2 separate regions of the Rattus norvegicus genome follow, and region 2 is linked to region 1. Evidence: chromatin contacts called from public Hi-C data. All regions are on one chromosome and are shown on one strand. Each heading gives the region's core, a stretch centred on a gene start, on an enhancer-like site or on the middle of the called end of the contact. The rest is flanking DNA. Distances are from core to core; before and after follow the strand shown.

What was found. Hi-C and Micro-C count contacts between places; a contact is called where the count stands out from the background.
Region 2: a Hi-C map of psoas muscle shows a contact between it and region 1, with 4 times the contacts expected there. The contact joins the enhancer-like site here to the promoter of LOC120098625 in region 1. A contact is called at or near these places in 5 of 12 Hi-C or Micro-C datasets (Schwann cells, frontal cortex, kidney and 2 more).

Annotation. Positions count from the first base shown.
Region 1 is chr1:264,160,365-264,164,980 of GRCr8, forward strand. It overlaps LOC120098625 (extensin-like), which reads right to left and starts at 1,993. Exons shown (of 1, transcript XM_039098240.1): 1 at 875-1,993. The coding sequence starts at 1,993. The coding sequence ends at 875. All of the region lies in intron 1 of Gpam (glycerol-3-phosphate acyltransferase, mitochondrial), which reads right to left.
Region 2 is chr1:264,233,921-264,238,536 of GRCr8, forward strand. Tectb (tectorin beta) reads left to right here. Exons shown (of 10, transcript NM_001106200.1): 5 at 1,574-1,677; 6 at 1,803-1,886; 7 at 3,104-3,266; 8 at 4,256-4,328. Among named protein-coding and RNA genes, the nearest start is that of Tectb, 9.3 kb to the left of the region's middle. Within about 2 kb of position 2,216, at least 3 of the 93 cell types and tissues checked have an H3K27ac peak or open chromatin away from gene starts, as enhancers often do.

The DNA of each region.
Region 1 (4,616 bases), core at 743-3,242:
TCTCAGACAAATTGTAATTAAGCAGAACAATTAATTGGCCTCACACATTACTGGCAAACTGGTATTATTCTAAAACCATGGTGGCACATCTCATATCCTGTTATTATTAGGAATGTGCTTTGGCATGACAGCAGGTAAAGCTGCTCAGACCTGTCCCAAAGTATAATTATTCTGAACTCATGTTTACAGCCTAAACAGCTATACATCTATATTTTGTGAAGGAATGTTGATGCAAATTCAACTTATGCAATTTGTTTTTTTTAATTCTACCGAACTGTCATCTATCTATCTCTCCTCCCTTTCTCCCCTCTCCCACCCATCCCCCCTTTCTGCATCAGCTCAACAAAGCTAATAACAATAATAAAATAATAATTAATGATAATACTTTATGCTGTGATAAGGGATTAGATTTAAAATATGTCATGTGTATAATCCCAGAACTCAGGAGAATTACTAAGAGATCTATAGGGGACTGGAGAGATGGCTCAGAGGTTAAGAGCACTGGCTGCTCTTCCAGCGGTCCTGAATTCAATTCCCAGCAACCACATGGTGGCTCATAACCATCTGTAATGGGGTCTGATGCTGTCTTCTGGTGTGTCTGAAAACTGTGACAACATACTCACATAAAATAAATTTTAAAAAGAGAGATATATAACAAGACCTTGTGTTAGAAAAAAATTTATATATATATATTGGAGACAGACTGGAATATGTCTGGAGACATATCTGGAATATGATAGATGCTGTGTGGCACCTTTAAAAGAACTAGAAAACTGATCCAAGAGCCAGTACCAGATAATTAATAAATGGGGTGTTTAAAACTATGAGGTCCCTCTTCCTTAACCACAGGTTGTCTTCTTTTCTGATTGTAAACTTAGAGACCTGATTTGTGGGCACAGCAACTGCACCATTGACAGTACTGTGCGGTACTGGCAGTACTGTGCGGTACTGGCAGTACTGTGCGATATTGACAGTACTGTGTGGTATTGACAGTACTGTGTGGTATTGACAGTACTGTGCAGTATTGGCAGTACTGTGCGGTATTGACAGTACTGTGCGGTATTGGCAGTACTGTGCGGTATTGACAGTACTGTGCGGTATTGGCAGTACTGTGCGGTATTGACAGTACTGTGCGGTATTGACGGTACTGTGAGGTATTGACGGTACTGTGCGGTATTGACGGTACTGTGCGGTATTGACGGTACTGTGCGGTATTGGCGGTACTGTGCGGTATTGGCGGTACTGTGCGGTATTGGCGGTACTGTGCGGTATTGGCGGTACTGTGCGGTATTGGCGGTACTGTGCGGTATTGGCGGTACTGTGCGGTATTGGCGGTACTGTGCGGTATTGGCGGTACTGTGCGGTATTGGCGGTACTGTGCGGTACTGGCGGTACTGTGCGGTATTGACGGTACTGTGCGGTATTGACGGTACTGTGCGGTATTAGCAGTACTGTGCGGTATTGACGGTACTGTGCGGTATTGACGGTACTGTGCGGTATTAGCAGTACTGTGCGGTATTGACGGTACTGTGCGGTACTGGCGGTACTGTGCGGTATTGACGGTACTGTGCGGTATTGGCGGTACTGTGCGGTATTGGCGGTACTGTGCGGTATTGGCGGTACTGTGCGGTATTGACGGTACTGTGCGGTATTGGCGGTACTGTGCGGTACTGGCGGTACTGTGCAGTATTGGCGGTACTGTGCGGTATTGGCGGTACTGTGCGGTATTGACGGTACTGTGCGGTATTGGCGGTACTGTGCGGTATTGGCGGTACTGTGCGGTATTGACAGTACTGTGCGGTATTGGCAGTACTGTGCGGTACTGGCGGTACTGTGCGGTATTGACAGTACTGTGCGGTATTGACAGTACTGTGCGGTATTGACAGTACTGTGCAGTATTGGCAGTACTGTGCGGTATTGGCGGTACTGTGCGGTACTGGCAGTACTGTGTGGTACTGGCGGTACTGTGTGGTAATGTAAAGCAGTAATCCATAACTTTGTAACATCAAGGTGAAGAACCCGATCACATGGGATTCCGGGACTTGCCCCTGGAAAACCAAGTGCATAAACATTTTCATTCCTTCTTAGATAGTTCAAGGCCCTTCCAATGGCATCCGTGGGCTCTGTACTCAAGAATCTATGCCCACATTATGACTATCCTACAAAATAGTACAGAGTCTCCTTTACGGATTTTAAAAATGGAGCTACTGTATGACCCTCCCTTCAGATTTTAGCCCAGTCTCAGTCTGCTCAGATGTCAAGAACCTGGACCATCAACTCCTGCCGCACTGGACTGAGCTCCTGCAGCTGTGGTACCTTCTCCTCCACAATGGGTGGCACCTCCATCCTCAACCTGATCAGCCTTCTCCTCCATCCTGAGCCTGGCCAGCCCCCGTCTCCTCAGTTGCTTCTGTCAGGTGTTTTGTATGGCAATAGGGAAAGTAATTAATACAGTGGGCATCTAACTGTCCCCTCTCACTGCCAAGCCACGTATACAGTGACACTCTGTGACCGTGGCTACGGCACGGCTATGATTAGTAACTGTGGGGGCAGTTTGGGTAACTGATGGTATCTAATGCTTTCTATTAAGCCGCAAACAGGTAAAATATTATCATGAAGGCCCTTCACGCCTGTTCAGCTATTCGGACAAAATAGAAATGCTAATTGTGGGAACCAGAGCCATGAATTCTGAGTGGCCTTTGGGACGAAAAGCTTATCTGGTGGTCTTCTGTTGCTGGAAGTGCACTGGAGTCTTTGAGATCATGTTAACTGATACGCCCCTTAAGTGCTCTACCTGGAGAAGCACGGAGATTCCTGATAGAGATTTCAAAGAGTTACCAGCCAGTATGTCCTAAAGGTTTGTCAGGTGAGTTAGGGCTACCATGTGGGAGAAAAGCCCCAGGAGGCAGCTGAGCTCAATGGGGTGCTCTGGTGGGATTTCCACAACAGAGGCCAGGGCTTAGGAGGCCCCTGTTCATTCCTGACTCCAGCAGGGGCTAACGGGCAACAAGGAGGGAGGAACACTGCTCCTACAAAGAATGAAGAAAGCGGCCACAGTGCTTTCACTTCTGGCCCATCTCTGTCTCAGATTTCCCCGCTTCAGAGCTGAACCCTTCCCAGGGCACAAGCTCTCACTGGCTTTCACCCCTCCACTGTTCCTCACTGTCCTTTGCCATGCCCCTCTCCCTCAGTACCACAGTCCCCAGGCCACCTCTTTCTTCTGGGCCAGTCTAACCTCATCTCTGGCTCAGGGCCTCTGTGTTTCTGGTTCCTCCAGCCAGGAACATGCCTCCTCTGAGTATTTGTGTGTCTGATTCATTCTTATTTTTAGCTCTTAGCTCCATGTGCAACTTTCTGTCCCAGGCTTCTCATTCTATTCTATGTCACTCTATTTTGTTTACAGCACTTCCCGCTATCTAAAATTAACCTGTCATCATCTTCTATTCTTGGTCACCCTCTATCTGCTCCTAGTAGAACGCAAGCTCAGCGTGGGCAGGCCACTGCTAGGCTCTGCAGAAGGATGGGCAGTCACCCATAAGCGCGCGCGCGCGCGCGCACACACACACACACACACACACACACACACACATATGCTTGCCTGATGCAGGAGGGAATGGCCACCTTTTATCAAGCACTTACTTGGTGCCAGGCCCAGGATGGTGCCAGGCCAGTCTCACTCAACCAATCCTCTTCCCAAGCCCTCCAAAGTATCGTCCACATTAAGTAGATGTGGCTTCAGGTTGTGCAACTACCCCAATGTCACAGCTAACAAGAAAGCAAAACCCTATTTGAACACAGGCCTTATTGGCTCCAACGCTCCTCTAAGGGAGGAGTCGGTGTGTTCTAAAAGGGGGTGGGCAGATAGTCAATATTTAAGGCTTTGCTAACCGTATACTCTCTGTGACAGCTGCCCAAATCTGCTGAATGAAAGAGGCCACAGATAATACATAAGCAAACCAATGGGGCTATGGACCAGCAAGACTTCATTTACCAAGCAGGGAGTGGGCAGGAACTGACCCATGGGCTACAACTAGCCATCCCCTTGGGGAGTCCTTATTCTATGCTATACTGGAAAAACCTAAAGTGAGGTGGGGGGAAGAGGCTCTGGCAGTGGTTCAGTGAGCAATCTGTCACCCCAGCATCATCAAACACGGTCCTCTGGGTCCCATCCAGTGTTCCCATGAAAAGCTTGGCATAGCAGTACACGCCTTTAATCCCAGTGCTGTGAAGGCAGAGAGAGGATTCCCAGATGTGCGGGGCAGCCAGCCTAGCTGAGTTGGTAAGCATGGGGTCTAGTGAGAGACCTCGTTTCAAACAACAAGGTTAAGAACAATAAAGAAACCACTGGACCTCAGCATTTAGCTTCCACACGCTATGCACATCCTCACGCACATGCACATGAATACGTAGAATACATGAATAGATGTACACAGAGAGAGAGAGAGAGAGAGAGAGCTCGTAGAGTATAAGAAAATCATTGAGCATGTGATCTGTGCAAGGTGAGTCTCTTCAAATAATGAACCCAGCGGGCAGGTAAACTGTTCAGTCGGGGAGGTAACTGTTGGGGTTCTGACAGGAACCAGGACTGAGCTGAACCCTTGACTGTGCTATGGTCT
Region 2 (4,616 bases), core at 966-3,465, 74 kb after region 1:
CTACTCCCGTCTCATAGGAATGAAGAAACTGAGTCCCAAAGACTAAGTCCCTTCTCCTGGGTCTCAAGTCAAGGGGTGCCTGGGTTATCCTGGGATCTTAGCCCTTCGGGCCAGTGCCTCTGTCATGGCTAACACCAGAGAGTAGACTAGGGTCTTATTCAAGTGAACTGAAAGGAGACTGACAGAGTGGAGAAGGTGCAGCCTTTGAGGAAGCCAATCACAGCTGTTACTCCTAATAACTCCCCGAACATTATCTCAAGATGTTAGATTTAGTCCCCGGGCCAGGGAGTAGATCCTGCCAGTCCTGAGCACTAGTGAGCCTTTGAGACACTCAACAGGGCCTGCTCTCCTTAATCACAGCCCTGGGATCTCATACCCTACTCCTTCCCAAACCTTCTCCAGACCTGGCCCCTTGCTGTCCTGTCAGCCATGGGACCTCCCCTTGTGGATGCATTCTTTCTGCTGTGGCTACACAGCCCCGGCCTTCCCCACCTTCCTCACCTTTCTCAAGCCTTGTTCAAATGCTTCCTCCTCAATGAGGCCTTTCTGGTTGCCCTTTTCAAAACTGTCAGTGAAGTGCTTGCCTTGCAAAAAATGAGCTTCTGAAGTCAATCTCCAGACCCTCACTAAAAACAAACACGCTAAGCGCAACGTCACATCACTTGTAATCCCACTCTGGGAGAGGACGAAAGAGGTAGGTCCCTGTGGTTTACTTGCAAGCCAGCCTAGCTCACTTGGTGAGTTCTGAGCCAATGAGAGACCCTGTCTTAAAGTCAAGTAGACAGTTCCTGAAGAAATGAAACCAGAGGTTGCCTCTGGCCTCCACATACATGTGCACAGACAAACGTGTACCTTTATACACTCATACACACACACACACACACACACACACACACACACACACACACACACACTAAATGTAGCTTACCCTTCCTCATGCTCCCAATCCATTTTTATTATTTTTGTGGTTTCTAACATTATATACGACATACTAGTCTAATGTGCTGTGCAATTTACTTCTTTTGTCTTTCTCTCTTGCTAGAATATCTTGCTTCATTCACAAATATCATATCTCAATGCACAGGGTATCTTGACATAGAAACTATCCAAATACATAGAACGATACCCAGACGCATTGCAGGAAATTGGTGACTTACGTCAATCGATAACCACACCGTTAATCAAGTCATAAACTCGCAAACCCAGGTGACCATTTGCTCAAAGTGCAGGGGTGGGGAGTCAGGGGTAGTGAGGGACTAGAGCATTAAGTGATTTGTGAAATCACAGGAATCCTGTCTTCACCTCCTTGGGCCCCATCATTTTCCCATCCGTTAAGTTCGTTGTCATCAGTGACCAGCAAATGTCCTTAATCTTTCTAAGATGGCATCAGCATCCTCAGAAGCTCAATTTCTCTGGCTCTAGAGTTTTCTCTATGGTCTCGTTCAAGGAATGAATGGCATTCATTCCTTGGGTTGGTTCCTTCTCTATCCCATCTCAGTGTGTCTGCTCCCACCAGACCCGATGTCTCGCTCTGAGAGGTCACGAGACCTAATGCCCCCATTTCCTTCCCAAGAATGCCAAGTTTTCCACCAAGAAAGAAGCTCCCTTCGTCCTGGAAACATCTGAAATCGGTTCGGATCTGTTTGCAGGAGTAGAAGCCAAGGGACTAAGTGTTCGGTGAGTTCCATTTCTCTGCGTGTCTATTTTTTAAGGAAAAAAAAAAAAAACAGCCAACAGACTTCGGTTTTGAGATGTCTCTGAACACAAGAGTGGCTCTCAGTGATACCATGTTTTATCCCCAGGTTTAAAGTAGTCTTGAATAGCTGTTGGGCCACCCCCTCGGCTGACTTCATGTACCCCTTGCAATGGCAGCTGATCAATAAGGGGTAAGTGCCACTCTTGGCGGAGTCAAGGCCGAGCGGTGCACCCAGTGTGTCCGGGTGTCTTTCACTGTGGCTTAGGAGGAAACCTTTTGGTCAGACTGGATCTTTTTGGTGGAACTCCAGTTTGCAAGCATCTATAGTCACTGCAGTAGATACATTGCCAGGTATTTTCTGAACACATGAGCACACCTGCAACAGCGCACTCCCTCAAGGGGCACTGGGGTTGCCGATGTAGGCTGCCCACCCAGCAGGCTGCCACCATCCAAGCAACCAGGGGTAGCTGTCACCGAGAGGCAGGTGCCACAGCTTGTGCCAAGGCATGTATGCTTGCCCATTATTTGCCCTCCCTTCCCCCCATCAGAGAGCTCCTCTTACGGTATTTTCCACCGACTGACACCAGGCCTAGGGCACTCTGGCAGCCAAGAGCTATTTTAAGGTTTCGTGTCCTGAGTTTAGGTGAGGATCTCAGGTTCATTGACCAAACAATCCCGCTAGATCCTCGTAAGTTGGAAAATTCTCACAGCCCCATCTCTGCCGAGGCCACAACAAACAGAAATAACTCTGACCCTTTACCCAGAAAGGAAGGCGCAACCTTTGTTTCTCCCTCATGACTTCTGAGAGAGAATTCTGAGATGACATTTCTAAGGTCTTCCTTCTGTCTCAGCAAACATACATTTAGATATCTCTTTCCAGTCATTGACTAGATTATGTATGAAAAAATATGACTGTGTTTTTTTTTACAAAAGTTATTATATGTGTGATTGATGGGACATAAATTCCTTTCTCCAAGTTCAGGCAAAACCTAATAATATACACAGAGATAACTGGTGGGTGTGGCTCAAGTTTAGGTGTTCATGGCAACATTTGAAAACAGGATTCCCACCCACCATGGAGGTCCTTCCCTTGTGCTACCCTGGGGTCTTCCAGATGCCAGTCATGAAGAGGGCTTTATCTCTTGCAGAATTTGCTTCTGTGGGAGAGGGCTTCAACTTAGCAGATTCGTGGGTTCTCGTAAGCCACTCCCCTCTATTTTAGGACGGAATGACTATGTCCACTTTCTCGGCTCTGTGGCCGACCTCACACTTAGAGATCAGAGTTCTCTGAAAGGACAGATAGCTGCTTACATCTAGCAGAATGAGCACTGTGTGAGGTTTCACCTTAGAGCCTTTTCGGCCTTCTCTAGTGTAACGTTTCCTTCTCCCTTCCCCTGTGTATCCCAGTTGCTCCACTGATGAAACCGTCCTCGTGCACGAGAATGGCAAGGACCACAGGGCCACTTTCCAATTCAATGCCTTCCGGTTCCAGAACATCCCCAAACTATCCAAGGTTTGGTTACACTGTGAGACGTTCATCTGCGACAGTGAGAAGCTCTCCTGCCCAGTGGTGAGAGTCCTGGCTCCAAAAGGAAGACATTAAACCCCCCCCCGGGGGGAGGCTGATAGTGGAGGAGCTGGATTTGACCTGGGAATTGTGGGTCCAGGGTGCGGAGGCAGAAGGTCTAGACCTGTCCACCTTGCTACCAAAACTTAGCAGCCTGGTCTGCGTCATTTATCCCACTGGTGCCAATTTCATCCTCGTTGAATAAGGGTCACCAGTCCCTTGTCAGAGAACTGTGTAGGATGAAAATGGAGATGATAGTAGGCATGGAAATGCTTTGAAAAGTCAGAAGGGTAAAGGAATCCAAGATGTAGGCAGAACTGTAAAGACAGGTGACTGCAGTCTGGATGGGACTATCTTCAGAGAAATGCTGGGTGTCCGGGTCACAGCGGACGACACAGAGGGGAGAGCCAACACCCTGTGGTTCTGGGGTTTGCTGAGCTTTGAACACCTCCTCAGGGACTGGATACCTCCGAGGTTTGCACTTCTAAAGAGCCTGCCAGCCCACGTGGCCTGGAGGAACTACAAAAGGAGGTTTATTTTCTCCTTCCATAAACTCACATAGCTGGAAAACAGATGCTTATGAACACAGGGAGGAAGAGAGGAGAGAACCAGAGTGCAGGGCGGGGACAGGGAGGACCAGTTAGCGCTTGATCTAAGAATGGTCACTGGAGTTTCAGTTTTAACAGAAGAAAATGAAGCAGAACTTACTTTTCGAGCATCCTCGTGTATTTCTGCGTTAAGAGTAAAAGCTTATAGAAAGGTACAGTGCCCATTCATCCACTGGAATTCTAATGAACTATTCCCCCAGGATTCCCTAGCCTGGACAGCCAATGAATTCTAGGCCTGTGTGCACATGTGCATGTGTGCGTGCGTGAGCGCATGCATGTGTGGGCGTGGTGTGTACTCTAGGTATCAGTTGCTATGTAATGACTGGGGACTTTGACTCCTTGAAGTTCATTTTGTTTTTTCTCATTTCTCCTCCCGGTCTTCAGAACTGTGACAAACGGAAACGCATGCTACGTGACCAGACAGGGGGTGTCCTGGTTGTGGAGCTGTCCCTACGGAGTAAGCTGATTGCCCAATAGTCATGTGTTCTCTGGGCTGTGTCCACAGGCACGGCAGGTTTGAGCATTTTGATTGAATTGTCAAACCAGGCGTGCCTGTGGACACAGCACTCACGGGCTCCTCCAGTGGCGAGTGGCAGGGGTCTGATCGTGTGGACGCAAGGACATGAGGTTTGTGGACTCCCCTGAACGTCTCATGAGGCCAAACCCAAAAGCACCTGAGGAATTAGAACACGCTGAGCTGAGCTTCCAAACTGATCATGTAGTGAACAACAGGGCAGGAATGCAA